2 separate regions of the Danio rerio genome follow, and region 1 is linked to region 2. Evidence: chromatin contacts called from public Micro-C data. All regions are on one chromosome and are shown on one strand. The core of a region is the stretch at or near the end of the contact, and the rest is flanking DNA. Distances in the headings are between cores, read along the strand shown.

Region 1 (4,828 bases), core at 1,527-4,026, 180 kb before region 2:
ATAAAGGCAAAATAATTATTATTATTCTGTTATTATTTTATTTGACAAGGGGCCAGCTGAGATGTATTTTACAGTTATTTTTAGTTTTTAATTTATCTGAAAACACAGGCAACATTTAGTATCAACATCTGCATAAAAATTTGACTTTTTAAAGATTACTGGCGTCCTTTCACTTTAAAAAAATACGGTGAGAATGTTAAAATAACAAAAGATACATTTTGACAGACCTTATGCCTCTTTGGGGTGGCACTGAATACATTTACAATCTGAACACTCTACATTTTGGGTTCTGATGCATTATGACTCTGTGGTCATGCATGATTGCCTGCTTTACAGAACAGTTTACTCTTGCTTAAAACCCATTTCAAAATAAGACTAAGCATACATAATAAGTATCATCCACTTGTTAAGTGGTGACATATGAAATACTGTTTCCGTGTCCAAGCCGCTGATTTGAATTGAAACAATTATTTGTTTATGATCATTTTTTAGTCATTTATTTTCTTTTCAGTTTAGTCCCTTTATTAATCAGGGGTCGCCACAGCGGAATGAACAAACTTATGCAGCATATGTTTTAGGCAGAGGATGCCTTTCCAGCTGCAACCCATCACTGGGAAACATTCATACACACTTGTTCACACACATACACTACAGACAATTTAGATTACCCAATTCACCTGTACCACATATCTCTGTAATTTGTGGGGGAAACCAGAGCACCCACGCAAACTTAAGAAAAAATGCAAACTCCACACAGAAATGCCAACTGACCCAGCTGGGGCTTGAACCAGCAACCTTCTTGCTGTGAGGCGATTGTGCTACCCACTGCGCCACCATGCTGCCTTTTTCAGTCATTTAACACATAAAAGTCAATTTTATATAAAATCATGGTGTACACATCAGTCTCTGGACTTGCTGCATCACAGACACCAATATTTTAACAATTCATAAAAAAAGTTTGCATGTTCTCCCTGTGTTCACGTGGGTTTCCTCTGGGTGCTCCGGTTTCCCCCACAGTCCAAAGACATGCGGTACAGGTGAATTGGGTAAGCTAAATTGTCCGTAGTGTACGAGTGTGAATGAGTGTGTATGGATGTTTACCAGAGATGGGTTGCGGCTGGAAGGGCATCTGCTGCATAAAAACGTACTGGATAAGTTGATGGTTCATTTCCGCGTCCCCGGATTAATAAAGGGAATAAGCCGACAAGAAAATGAATGCATGAATGAATGAATGAATATATATATATTGCAATCGTGATTTCCGAAAGAATTACATTGCTTTGCAAATATTTATTATTACCATTTGTTGAGTCTCCCCATACACTTAGATAGAGCATTTGTACCCGGAAGCCACTTCGGGTGACGTCACACTTAACAAGCGTATACATGCTGAACTTCAGAAAAGAGAGGATGGGGAGAATATGGTAGTGTTATTATTGTAATCTCACTAGAAAGCATCGTGGCCAATAAAGCTCAGCCTATGTGGATCATCAGAGCTGATGTTTCGTTCCAATTGGCCTGTTTTTTTCTACCAGGATTTTACATTCACTGTATTTACATGAAAACAAGAATATAATAGTGTTTGAGCCTATAGGCATGCCATTTCCATCTACCGAACTCTTTTTATTCAGATATGCCAAAGCTCTAGCAGATTTTCAATCTATGGCAGCTTTAAAATATGTGGATGTTTTGAATTCTGGTTTTCAAACTCATCAGAGATCTTAGAATCCTTTTCATGAAATACTCTGAATAACATGAATACATGATGCATTTCGGTACGCCATTTAAAGCACATCCATATAAAGAATGAATATGCCACTTTTCTTTTTGCCATATCAATGCATTCCTACATCAACATAATAAATACACTACACACTGTACAACAAGTTCAAGCAACCAAATGAAGAGCCGATGACCTTTTCTGTAAAGGCCAGTAGGCGCACAGGGCCCAGATGACATTTGAGACACATTTTGAGGTGTTGCTCTACACGACCTTGGTCAAAATATGTGCATGTATGTCTCTATACAATTTATAAACTCTCATTTAAAGTAAAAAACAATTCTATTTGCAGTTCAGAATGAATTATGTGCAGATTGAGTATAGAAATGACTTGCTGGTGTTCAATGTTCTCTCCAAAGCTTTTCTGCTCTTATTGAAATGGATGGTTCTGATCCTAATGGGTTTATTATTTTGGGCACTGTCGCACCAACATTTAAAGCAGGCAGCTTGTTTGAAAATACATCTGCCATCCTGCCAAATCTGTTGAATCAGAAGAACGTCATCTACTATATACCACTGCTTGACTTATAGTGATAAACACTGCTTGTTGAGGATTACCATTTAAATTAAGCTCTCTGAAAGCATGTTAATTGCACTTTTCTGCGCTGTGAATCAAATATAATGCATGCTGCGTATCCTTTTCCAGCAAATGTGTTTAGTCACAGTTCCAGGTTAGATTTTGAGTTATGTGGACACGTTTACATATAAATAAATGCACGTCTATTAATGAGATACATTTACCAGACATCCAGTAGGTGATTGTCATAAACAAAGCTTCACGACCCGTGCTCTCCTAGCCTCTGAGTATATGTCATGTGTCAACAGTGAGCATAAATAATTATCTGAGGGCCAGTGAACGTGCTTTATAAATGGAGCTCTGCCTCTACTAGCCTTCAGACTTCACTACTGTCACTCGATCTGCTTTACAAATATAACTCTGGCCTTCGTCCACTCACTGTGTATGTAAGACTGGACTGGCTGGAGGCTCTGCTGTTAGTTTAGTGTCTGTCTTTAGAGCTGGTTGCACTCTCGGAGGCTGTGAGGATGTCGGATCAGTCTGTGTTTGATGTGGATGTCTGGACCCTGACGCGGTTTGTGATGGAGACCGGCCGCCAGGCGAAAGGGGCCACCGGTGAACTCACACAGCTCATCAACTCCTTGTTGACCGCAATTAAAGCCATTTCATCTGCGGTCCGCAAAGCTGGAATAGTCAACCTGTAAGTTTCCTTCAGTAAACTTTTATTTTTTGTATTTTGTGTTGCTAATATGTCTACATGATTTCACTGTATGAAGCATAGATGTTAGTGAAAGTTTAGTTTTAGCCAATGATCAAATGAATGTGTGGAAAGTGTGAAGTACAGTAATTTGGAAATTACAGGTGTAGTACACACACTATACCTATGTAGCTTATACTGTTATTATTTTGATATAGTAATTATTACAATTTCCTGATTGATATCTTTTTTTTAATGTGATTTTTTGTGATTGAAAACTATTTCACAAAATACTGATTTCTGAAGTTGGTAGAAGGATAAGTGTCTTAAAAATGGCATATTTTGTGCAAAAAAATAAATAGATCAATAAAAAAGCTTTAAATGACAAAGTTTATGTTTGAAATTTTAAAGAAATGTCATCAGTGGTAAATAGAATAAAATAAAGTTACATTTTACTAAAACAAGTATAATTATAATTGGCAATTCCAGACAATCTCAGATTTTTTTTACAATAATACATTCATTTATTCATTCATTTTTCTTTGGTTAATTCACTTATTTGTCAGGGGTTGTCACCGCTGAATAAACCACCATCACAACAACAATAATAATTTTTTATTTAATTTGTTAAAAAAATTACTTTTATTTTTACTTTTTTTGGTGTCAAGTATATTAAAACATATTGTTTTATTTCAGCAAATTGCAAAGAAAATATTTGTCATTTTCATTTATTTTAATACTAAAATAACCAAAACCAAGGTTTTTTTGTACAAAACAGATTAAATATACAAAGGCGACACGGTGGCGCAGTAGGTATTGCTGTCACCTCACAGCAAAAAGCTCGCTAGTTCGGGCCTCGGCTGGGTCAGTTGGTGTTTCTGTGTGGAGTTTGCATGTTCTCCCTGCATGTTTCCTCTGGGTTTCCTCTGGGTGCTTCGGTTTCCCCCACAGTCCAAAAACATGTGGTATAGATGAATAGGGTAAGCTAAATTGTCCGTAGTGTATGAGTGTGAATGAGTGTGTGTGGATGTTTCCCAGAGATGGGTTGCAGCTGGAAGGGCATCCACTATGTAAAACATATGCTGGATAAGTTGGTGGTTCATTCCACTGTGGCAACCCCTGATTAATAAAGGGACTAAGCCCTATTCATTATAAGTAATGAATGAATATATAAATATACATATATACACTGCTGAAAATACTTCAGTTTTATTTTACTGTTGACTGAGTGAAGTTTATCGATCAATTCATATTTATGGTTAGATTTTAAGGTAGATTTTGGCTTTGAGTTAGTTGCATGCAATTATGTATGCTATGTTTTCTGTTATTACAGTCAATCTAACACAAATACTTTAAAATAAAATGTAAACTCTAATAACTAATAAAAACTAAATAAAGTAAATTTTCCAGAAGTTGCTAATAATTATTGCACCTTTAAAAAAATTGAGAAAGGCAAGGAACTTTATTACTGTTTTGCTATCTGAATTGATTTTTTTTTTTTTTTAAACATCAGTTTGTTCTGATTTCCCTGCACACAGTCAAGGCATCGCCGGACAGGTGAATGTCACAGGCGACGAGCAGAAGAAGCTGGATGTGCTTTCTAATGATTTGATCATCAATTTGCTGCAGGCCTCCTACGGCACATGTTTGATGGTTTCAGAAGAAAACAAAGACGCCATTTACACGCCTGCGGAAAAACGAGTAAGTCATGTTTATGCACTTTTACTCACTGTTGAAGAGAAAGGGTTATCATTATCATTATTTATCACCCCGTATATACACTAACATTTATTTTTGCTGCTTGTTCAAACTACTTATTTAAAATGAGTTAAAT
Region 2 (5,151 bases), core at 1,970-4,469:
GAAAAAAAGTCATGCGTTTTTGTTATAAGAGATCATGTGATGATAAAATTATGTGTGAATGGATTAACCAGCAGGCTGAGCAGTTTATTAAACATTGTATATGTTTTTTTATGAGCATTTTAAAAATGTATGTGCATCTTGAATGATCGACTAAGCATTTTTATGCAATATTGCAAAATGCAAATAAAAATAGGTGAATGGAAACAAAGTTCCTGTTAAGGCAGTTGTAAACCATGATTACATAATTAAATATTCATGTAAACATCACTCTCAGCACCATGCACAGCATCTGGATGTTTGTTACAAGATTATTGTTGCAAAGTTGCTTACATTTTTACATTAATTTACAAAGCACATTAAAGAAGTTGGCTGTGAATATATTGGGGCACCGAATCACATTTACTTTCTTGTACATTACATGTACAATCGTTAGCAGCAAGGTTAAAATAGTTTTAGATTTTTAATTAGTTTTAGTTTTCATTTCATTTTAACTTTTTGTTTTCGAATTCGGTTTGTTTTAATTAGTTTTTAGAGCCAGATTTACTAGTTTTTATATTTTGAAATTGCTTAGTTTTAGTTTAGTTTTTATTAGGTGCAAGATTCAAAATAATCAGAATAAATAGTATATACTAAAAACTCAACCAAAGATAGGCTACTTTATTGACACAAGGACACTACCACTACCATTTACCCATCCTCAAATTCAAATACAACAGCCCACTAGATAGCTGCTTCTGAGGTTAGATACACAGTAGTGATGGGAAGTTCAGATCTTTAAAGTGAACCAGATCTTTTGTGACAATCTACTGCAGGGGTTCCAAACTCGGTCCTAGATGGTCGCTGTCCTGCCGAGTTTAACTCCAACTTGCTTCAACACACCTGCCAGGAAGTTTCTAGTATATTAAGTAAGAGCTTGATTAGCTGCTTCAGGTGTGTTTGATTAGGGTTGGAGCTAAACTCTCCAGGTCACTGGTCCTCCAAGACTGAGTTTGGACACCCCTGATCTACTGGTTTGGATTTAACATATCAAAAAAAATGTGGTCAGCAATCATAATTTCCACCAGTTAAAACATCACCATAATCTGAAAAGTTTCTTACAATTATGCTTTGCAACCCAACTGAAGCATGTTTCACTTATTTAAATTCCATTATGACTTTATGTTATGAAATTATAATATTGTTAAAAGTTTTGCCAGATCCTCTCATTTAAGCCCTTGGTTTACTTGCGCTGCAGTTGATCAAGTTTAGTTCAGTCACAGCAGGCTGTCATGCACAATGTGTTTGGTTCACTGAATCACACATGCGCAGTATTATCAGTTCACCAGTTCTCAAATCCGATGTCGGCGTACTGTTCTAATAACTGAATAACTCAGTATATATAGGTTTATTTCCAGTCAGACAAGATGTCAGGCAAGTTAAAAATAAGTTGTTTGTGGATAAGTGCTTAACGTTATTGGAGACGCAAATTGTTTCAAATAATTCAGCTTGATGTAGTGAAATAGCTCAACCGGTTCACTTAGAAGATCCTGTTTAACAGAACGATTTGTTCATGGTCGCATTTACTAATACAGAAACAAAACCTATTATTGAGCACAAATGTGTTAAATTAATACTTTGAAGTGTCTGCTCGGGTCGTATTTAATGCAGTAACTGTTTTTTTTTTAGTGAGAGCAACAACGAGGATGACCAGCTTGATCTAGCCAATGGCATGAGTATTACAGACTCTGAGGTGCCATACGGGTTAAACATCTGGCAGCGCAAAGTAAATAGATTTACTTCTAAAAGACTTACAGTATGTATTAAATACATTTACAAAGACAAAAACAAAAGACATTTTTGCTATAAGTTTAGTTTGTTTTGTATGTAAGCAATACAGTTTCAGTTAGTTCTAGTTTTTTTTTTTTTTAAAACTTGTTTTTATTTTTATTTCAGTCAACAAAAATGTTTTTTCAATCCTAGTGTTTATTTTTTGTTAGTTTTTTTTATAACTATACCTTGGTAAGCACCAGCAATAAGATGCAGTTAACTTAAAGGCCACAGGTGCCACAAATAACAAGTATTTTTGAATTCTACATAATAGCACTTTTTTATGCAGTAAATAAAATGTGTATAGCAATGGCCAATAGTCTTTTAAAAACAAACAAACACGTAAAAACCTGTGGATTTATTGTAAAAACATCTAATCAACTTGCAGCTTTAAAATCAATTGCTTGATCATCTGAACTATTGACCTTCATTTGGTCTTGTGTCTTCCCATGAAATCAATATACAATTTGGAAATGGTAAGATTCAAAACTTCACATAAGCTTGCATTTCCGGTCTTTAGTCTTCAAATGAATGGGAATGCATGGAATAAAAATGATGGCCCCCAATTAATGCAAACGGAGTCACGATACTCTATAAAATAAAATTAGTCCCTGACTGGATGTCTTTAACAGCCAAATTGTGAAGTAAAATGCAATTGTCGTTGAGTCGCAGCATAGCAGACTAACTCAATTTATCTTGATCAGTCTGTCAAGTGAGGTTCCCAGAAGAGAAATCTACACACTGGACCTTCACAGCCATCTGAACCCTATTAATCAATAAATGCCACTAAGGATCGTTACAACTTGGAATGTATGAACATCTGTCTAGAGTGACAACCAGTAATTCATGACTACATGAGGCTTGAGACCCCTAAAATGAGTTGAGAACACCCTGGCAAAAACCTCAGAATATCATGAAACATTTGTAACCGTACAGCTTTCCCCTGAGGGATGCAAGCATCACCCTGCATCTTAAAGCTGTCCCGTCTATACTGACTGAACCACATTAGATGGAGTATTCAATGATTCACTTACAACATATGGTTTCATGAACATCAGTGAAACATTATATTCCACAATAGGTTCTTCATGTTATTAAAATGTCCCACACTGTTAGACATTAATAACAGTTCACGGAGAGGTTCTTATATAAAATACGTCTCTCATACAGTCTCACAATGAATCCCCCAAATTTGGAACCTTTATTTGTATGAGTGCATGAAGTTAAATGAGAATACCATGGCTCTTGCAGATATGTACATGTAGCCTAAATAATTCATCCAAAACACTCAACTGCATTAAATAAAATGTCACCTTACGCCCAAAAACCTGGTATGAAACCCATCACGTACCTCCCGAGTTCTCCTCCAATCTCATAATAATCCTCCACATTCTCCTGGTTGAACACGGTCATGGTGCTCCTGGGCGCTTCCAGCTCTCCGGGATTCCCAAAATCAGCAGCCCATCTCTGTCAACCTAATGACAGTTTGCGGCGAACCCCTCTCATATTCGCTCTGCGTAGAGAGAAAGAGAGAGAGAGAGATGCGCGTGAGGAAAACGCGCGTGTCGTGCGTAAAAACGCTCAGTGTCTTCTCGACTCGTGTAAAAACCTTTTCTCCGCCCCTTACCACACTCGCCGCATGTGAAACACTGTTTGTGTACAGCTTTAACCGGTGGGTGGAAACTAGTCAACCCCGCTTGGGAGAAGGTAACAGTGGTTTTGTTAAAAGGCGTCTACGGCGTTGCCAAGTGAACAGCGCTGCTTGATGTGTGTGAAAAAACTGATCGTGACCAAAACCCTTGTGTCCACTCACCCTGGCCATAATACAGAAAAGATCGCCGAATCGCACGGAGGCGGTTGACACCTCGCGTAAAGTACCAATGCTTCATTAAAACTACGCCTTCTCTTGTGGGTTCATGTCGTTAGAGAAACCCAGCGTATTCCTTCATTGATCACACGGTCTAAACAGAGCAAAGCGTGCTCTTACCGGTTACTCGCTTTGTACTTCGACAAAAGCGAATAAAAGTAGCATACCTTTATTTATCCATCGTTGTCAGTCCCCAGGCAGCAGGTACCGGCAGGTGTGAAGCGATAAAATAGCATACCCTTCACGCGAGACATGGAAGTGTTGTGTTGCAGGAAATGGGAGGATTGTAACAATGTAGATGGTGCGGGGCTGAAGGTAATAAGAGCGCCAAGCGTCCACCTGAAGGGGCGCTGTGGAGCGCATGCATAATATCATCAGAACAGTCCATAAAATTCAATTCAATTCAATTCAATTCAATTCAATTCAAATCTATCTATCTATCTATCTATCTATCTATCTATCTATCTATCTATCTATCTATCTATCTATCTATCTATCTATCTATCTATCTATCTATCTATCCATCCATCCATCCATCCATCCATCCATCCATCCATCCATCCATCCATCCATCCATCCATCCATCCATCCATCCATCCATCCATCTATCTTGACAATCTTGTGATTTTATTTTCTCATAGGTTTTATCATGGCGAAAAAAAATGTGGACAGTTTTGAAGTAAAGTTACAATAATAATAACATTCCTGATTATAGGTCTGTTTATGTCTGTCTGTGATTTTTAAATGTATAGACTATATCTTTCTTTTCTAATTTTTTATTACAATTAAAATTTATTATTATTATTATTTATTAACTATGTCTTCACTGTTTGTTCTTTCTGTACTCGAATCTCACAAGACAAATTCAATCCAATCAATCAATCAATCAATCAATCAATCAATCAATCAATCAATCAATCAATCAATCAATCAATCAAATCCTGTCCGACTGTCATTTTTTAATCAACAGTGTAAATTTTAAAGAGATGGTTTACCCAAAAACTGAAAATTCTGTCCACTGTCCTTATAACAAGCTACATGGAATTTGTTTTTCCAACTATGGATGTCAGTAGTTGCATGTTTCTAACATTTTTCTTAACAACTTCTTTTGTGTACAAAAGAAAAAGAAACTCATAAAGGTGTGAAATCACTTAATGGTGAGTAAATAGTTTATACATTTAACAAAATACATACAATACATTTTCATTCAAGGGTGAACTTTTCCTTTAACATGACCCCACACTCTTAGGTAGAGAATGGCCAGTTGTAAAAATATGTTTATAGAGTAATGTATAGACTAGAGATGCCCAAACTAGGGGCCTCGGGCTAAAGCTGGCCAATGGTAACCTTTGATTTGGCCTGGCATCCCATCTGAGAAGAGAGGGAGAATGATAAGGGTTGGTTTGCTGATTTGTTGCATTAATAAGCTATAAAAAGCTAACTGAAATTAAATGTTTCAATTCAAATGGGGTCATTTA

The links. A called contact is a pair of places that touch in the nucleus more often than the background predicts.
Region 1: a contact with region 2 is called in a Micro-C map of caudal fin, with 11 times the contacts expected there. The contact joins the promoter of fbp2 here to the promoter of dapk1 in region 2. A contact is called at or near these places in 5 of 18 Hi-C or Micro-C datasets (caudal fin, embryo, hematopoietic stem cells and 1 more) and 2 of 4 datasets of contacts at active chromatin or transcription factors (caudal fin and embryo).

The regions. Positions count from the first base shown.
Region 1 is chr5:45,708,688-45,713,515 of GRCz12tu, reverse strand. fbp2 (fructose-1,6-bisphosphatase 2) reads left to right here and starts at 2,776. Exons shown (of 7, transcript NM_001004008.1): 1 at 2,776-2,997; 2 at 4,533-4,695. The coding sequence starts at 2,825.
Region 2 is chr5:45,533,199-45,538,349 of GRCz12tu, reverse strand. It overlaps dapk1 (death-associated protein kinase 1), which reads right to left and starts at 3,219. Exons shown (of 25, transcript NM_001099990.2): 1 at 3,158-3,219. The coding sequence starts at 3,219.